Linked DNA regions of Sus scrofa: region 1 is linked to region 2. The links are chromatin contacts, called in public Hi-C maps. All regions are on one chromosome and are shown on one strand. The core of a region is the stretch at or near the end of the contact, and the rest is flanking DNA. Distances in the headings are between cores, read along the strand shown.

Region 1 (2,720 bases), core at 37-2,536, 150 kb before region 2:
TTTGCCCCAAATAAAACTTAACTCTCAACTTTCAGGGTGTGCATTTTTTTCTGTCAATGATCGACAATCGTATCCACCACTCTCTCTTCCTCACTCCAGTCCCTGGACCCCCTAGGGCATGTGGAAGTTCCCAGGCTAGGGGTTGAATGAGAGCCTGCATCTGCTGGCCCATGCCACAGTCACGGCCACAGCAACGTGGGATCAGAGCCATGTCTGCGACCTATACCACAGCTCACAGCAACACTAGATCCTTTAACCCACTGCACGAGGTCAGGGATTGAACCCGCTTTCTCATGTCAGGTTCGTTTCTGCTGAGCCACAGCAGGAACTCTTGCACTCCATTCTTAAGTGTGAGTGCGCTACGTAATGAGAGACTGGCCCCAGGAGAGGGGCTGAGGGCAGGCACCCCTGACCAGGGCCAGGAGGGAGCTGCCTGCCAAGGAGACGCTTGGTTTTATTTTGTTGGGAGTTTTTTGGCCGTGCCTGTGGCAGGCTAAAGTCTGAGGGCCAGGGATCAAATCCAGGCTGCTACCATGACAAGACCAGGTCCTTAACCCACTGCACCATAAGGGAACTGCGAGACTATTAGATAACCCACAGCTTCTGCATCCAGGCCACCAGTGGGTGCTCAGAACACATGCCTGGAGAGAATCTATTTTATAAATGAAGTAAAACACATAGTGAAAAAGTGGAGAATAAAAAAGAGGTGATTGATGTTTGTGGGAAAAGCACTGTGGAGGGGGATCCATCCCGGTCTCCCTCTGACTCATCAATCCTACCCTGATCTCTGGGACTAAGTGGGTGAGAAAAGGTGCCCTCTGGGGACAATTCTGTGACTTATCTTTGCTGAGGTCTCCTACTGGTCCCAGTTACTACAAATCCCCAGCATGCCCCTGCACAATCTTTTGCATCCGTGCTTTGGAAAGAAATGCCATGTTTCCTGTTTCACAAGCCCCAGGGGTAGATTTCTTGACAAGGTAGCTTGTAGCTACTGAAGAAATGTTTGCCTCTTTTGGAGGTAGCAGTCAAGCGAAAATGCTGAAATGAGGATGGAAAAGAACCCATTTCCACAGCAGGATAAAACATCCTTTTTAATATCCTCCAGTCTCCACACAAAAATCTTCCATGAAGAAGTATTAGTAATGAAATGAACAAATATTTCAGGCAGTTAGTCCAGCATTGCGATCACTCCTGTTTTGTTTGGGAGCAGCCGACGTGCAAGCTCACTGCCTGTGCACCAGCCCTCCCCCAGCATATGTGACCTGGCCAGTGTTTACCAAATGCAAGCAGGGCACCAGGGCCAGAAGGGCACAGGCCACCTCTAGTGACAACAAAGGAGAGGGGACACAGTCTCCTACTACAGGGTCCCAGATTGAGGAATGCCTCCAGTGTTCTGAGGACAAGAGCAGCATGTCACCTTGGTGAGAATTTAACATCTTTGGCGTTCGCCACACCTCTGAAAACTAGAGAGGCTGGATTCAATGGCGGGTTTCATCCCATCAGAACTTTAGACAATGACAGTTTTCGTTAGTGTCTGGATCCCTGGCTTGAGAATTTACATCTGGGACGTCAAATTCTTACTGATCTTGAATTTAGTGGGGGAACTGCTTCATCTCATTGTTAGAGTATGTTTGTTAGACTCACCTGTGGGGCTTTTAAAGGACTCAGATATCTAGGTCTCACCCCTCCCCCAAGATATTTGGTTTCAGTTTGCTTAGAGCCCAGGCATTGCTAGTTTTTTTTAAAGCTCCTCAGGAGTTCCTGTTGTGCCTCAGTGGTTAACACACCTGACTAGGATCCATGAGGATTCAGTTTCAATCCCTGGCCTCACTCGGTGGGTTAAGGATCCGGCATTGCTGTGAGCTGTGGTGTAGGTCACAGATGCAGCTCACATCCCACATTGCTGCAGCTGTGGCTGTGGTGTAGGCTGGCGGCTATAGCTCCAATTCGACCCCTAGCCTCAGAACCCGCATAAGCCATGGGTGCAGCCCTAAAAAGACCAAAAACAAAACAGAACAAACAAACAAACAAAAAACCCTAAAAACAAAAACAAAGCTCCTCAAATGATGTGACCAACAAGGACTTCATTTCCAAAATATGCAAACAGCACAGACAATTCAATAACAACAACAAAGCAATCAAAAAATGGGCAGAAGACCTAAATAGACACTTCTCCAAAGAAGACATAGAGATGGCCAACAGGCACATGAAAAGATGCTCAATATCACTAATCATTAGAGAAATGCAAATCAAAACAACAATGAGGTACCGCCTCATAGCGTCAGAATAGCCATCATTAAAAAGCCTACAAATAACAAATGCTGGAGAGGGTGTGGAGAAAAGGGAACCCTCCTACACTGTTGGTGGGAATGTAAAATGATGCAGTCACTTTGGAAAACAGTATGGGGCTTTCCTAAAAAACTAAAAACAGAGTTGCTATACCATCCAGCCATCCCACTCCTGAGCAAATATCCAGAGAAAACTATATAATTCAAAAAGACACATGTACTCCAATGTTCATTGTAGCTCTATTCACAATAGCCAAGACATGGAAGCAACCTAAATGTCCATCGACAGAGGAGTGGATAAAGAAGATGTGGTACATATACGCAATGGAATATTACTCAGCCACAAAAAGAACAAAATAATGCCATTTGCAGCCACATGGATGGACCCAGAGATTATCATGCTAAGCAAAATAAGTCAGAAAGAGAAAGATA
Region 2 (2,725 bases), core at 124-2,623:
TGTCAATAAATTAATAAGAACTTTTTAAAACTTAGATTTGATCTAAGTACATTATTTAAACCAAGTTTGTGGCTAAAGGCTCTCTATCCAGTGTAGGACCAGTGAGACGTAGGGAGGTTTCTGAAAACAGTGAAGGTAGCTTGGATTTAGAGGCCTCTTTAAAATAGGGCCAAAATAGAGAAAAACAAAGAACCTTAAAAAAGTAAAATGGCTCCTTGAGATTAGAGGCATTTTTACATTTGTAAACGTTGCTTGCGAAGACAGTGTGGAAGATATTCCATCCTAGAATCCATGCTCTGAGCACCCCACACTCACAGTCAGCTGTAAAAGCTATCGTGTAACCTTTCTTACTATGTTTTTCCTTAAATGTATACAATTTTGAAACTGCACAACTCAGACTGGAACTTGAACCTACTCTCCTCTAATTAAAACCACTCACCTGGTGTCAGGAATTACTGAAGCTCAGGTACTTTGTGTCTCGGCACAGAAGGAATTCCATGAGACAGAGTGATAAGTAAGAGGTGGTTTTGTTGAGAGAGACATAGTGTGGGACTCTCAGAAGGCGAGAGCCCCAGAGGTGCACGTTCAGTAGATGGGATGTGGGCCATCTCAAGAGGCAAGAGAGGCCCTTGGGTATGGGGAGGTAGGTTTTGTGGGCTGGGTGAATTCATAGGCTGTTGTAGATGAGGGGCATAGGTTTCTAGGATTTGGGCCCCACCCCCTTTTTGGTCTTGCATGCTGGACCTCGGGTGTGTCTTGAGCTGGTGGATTGCCTGGTGGAGAGCGAGACTCGGGGCCCCCTGGCGGTTTACCCTTCGGCTCTCCTGAGCCTGACCACTCTGCTGTGCCTTTAAGGGCCTTGCCCACCCCTTCCCTCCTCTTTCAGTTCTACGCATAAAAGATTCATTTCTCTGGTTATGATATTTAAGATTAATAAGATTCCATAATTTCATCGTATTTTAAGTCTATTTAGCCATAAAGTATTGCTTTAGAGCAATAGAAATTTCTAACTCTGACAGCAGGAAAGGCATCTGTGTTTCCCTGGTAAACCTCTGGGATACTCTCCAAGGGAGTGGAGATGGAGGCTCAGCGTTTCTGAGGAGAAGGGCCATCATCCCTCTGAAAAGCCACAAGTGACAGGGGCAGCTGGCCATGGAGTTCCAGGACTGCCCCTGCTCTGCTGGGTTAAAGCTGGCTCTACTTCCCTGCACTTTGCACCACTGAATGAACATTTATGAGGAAATAGAACTGTCTAGAGAGCTCTGCCAGACAGCTGGGTTACAAAAGGGAGTTGTTACAACAGAGGCAGGTAGGGTGTCAGTGCCAACAGAAGTGCTTGGGAGCCCTGGAGAAGGCTTTCCAGGGGAAGCTGCATTTGAACTTGGCCTTGAAGGTCAGGATTAGTGGGTGGAGTTGGGTCGGGAAGTGGGCTGTGGCCCTGGAGTGGGAAATGTGTGGCATGTTTTAGGGTGTTTGGGTCTGTTTGGCCAGATTGTGAAGTTTAAGTGCTTATTTAAAGGAGGTGGGACCGGAGTTTCCGCCATGGCTCAGTGGTTAACGAATCCGACTAAGAACCATGAGATTGCGGGTTCGATCCTTGGCCTTGCCCAGTGGGTTGGGGATCTGGCGTTGCTGTGAGCTGTGGTGTAGGTCGCAGACACAGCTCGGATCCCGTGTTGCTGTGGCTGTGGTGTAGGCCAGCAGCTACAGCTCCAATTCAACCCTAACCTTGGAACCTCCATATGCCGTGGGAGTGGCCCAAGAAATGGCAAAAAGACAAAAAACAAAAAACAAAAAAAAAAAGGAGGTGGGACCCCCTCCTTTAAATATCTATAACAGAGGAAAAGGATGAAGAGATCTCTGTGTTTGGTGGGAAAATCGCAGGGGTGGCAAGAAGAACAAACTGTAAGCAGGACTTGAAGCTTAGAAGCCCTTTAGGGGAGCACTGTGGTCGAGAAGGCAGAAGAGCACAGAGATCAGGTACCTGGAGAAATGAAAATAGGACTGGTCTGAAATGATGTCGGAGTCCCAGGCTGAATTCACAGACTCAGTCAACAGCTGGACAGAGGAATCCATCTGGGGTGCAATGAGGGCTTGGTGAGGGGGGCCTGACAGACCTGGGTCCCTGTGAGCTGTCCTATGCCAGGTGCTCCCAAGGGCACAGCCATGGTCCTGATGGTCACACGCCCAGCCCAGCCCAGACAATGTGTCTGTTGTCTTCCTAATGGGAGTATCACAAATAAATGGCTTTTCAGTCTGCAGGAGACCTACGAAGCCAAAAGGCACGAATTTTACGGTGAACGTCAGAGGAAAGAGGAAGAAATGAAGCAGGTGTTCGTGCAGCGTGTGAAGGAGAAAGAAGCTGTGTTGAAAGAAGCTGAAAGAGAGGCAAGTGCACTGGTTTGACAGGCTCTGCATTTCTTGGGGGCATCCTTCAGCCTAGGGATTTATCCCAACAACTGAATCTAGATGCTTTTGAAGACTAGTCATTCTTTAAAAGTAGTTATTTTAACACTTGGTCTATGGATGCAGACGTCATAATAAATCATAGTCAGGGAATTCCCATCCTGGCTCAGCGGAAACGAATCTGACGAGTATCCTTGAGGACGCAGGTTCGATCCCTGACCTTACTCAGTGGGTTAAGGATCTAGTGTTGTTGTGAGCTGTGGTGTAGGTTACAGACATGGCATGGATCCCGTGTGGCTCTGGTGAAGGCCGTCAGCAA

What was found. A called contact is a pair of places that touch in the nucleus more often than the background predicts.
Region 1: a Hi-C map of liver shows a contact between it and region 2, with 2.4 times the contacts expected there. A contact is called at or near these places in 1 of 5 promoter capture datasets (liver), 7 of 47 Hi-C or Micro-C datasets (embryonic fibroblasts, fetal liver, liver and 1 more) and 1 of 2 datasets of targeted methods (skeletal muscle).

Annotation. Positions count from the first base shown.
Region 1 is chr3:46,639,182-46,641,901 of Sscrofa11.1, reverse strand. No RefSeq gene overlaps it. Among named protein-coding and RNA genes, the nearest start is that of ARID5A, 74 kb to the left of the region's middle.
Region 2 is chr3:46,488,894-46,491,618 of Sscrofa11.1, reverse strand. SEPT10 (septin-10) reads left to right here. Exons shown (of 11, transcript XM_021087089.1): 9 at 2,256-2,388. Among named protein-coding and RNA genes, the nearest start is that of SEPT10, 56 kb to the left of the region's middle.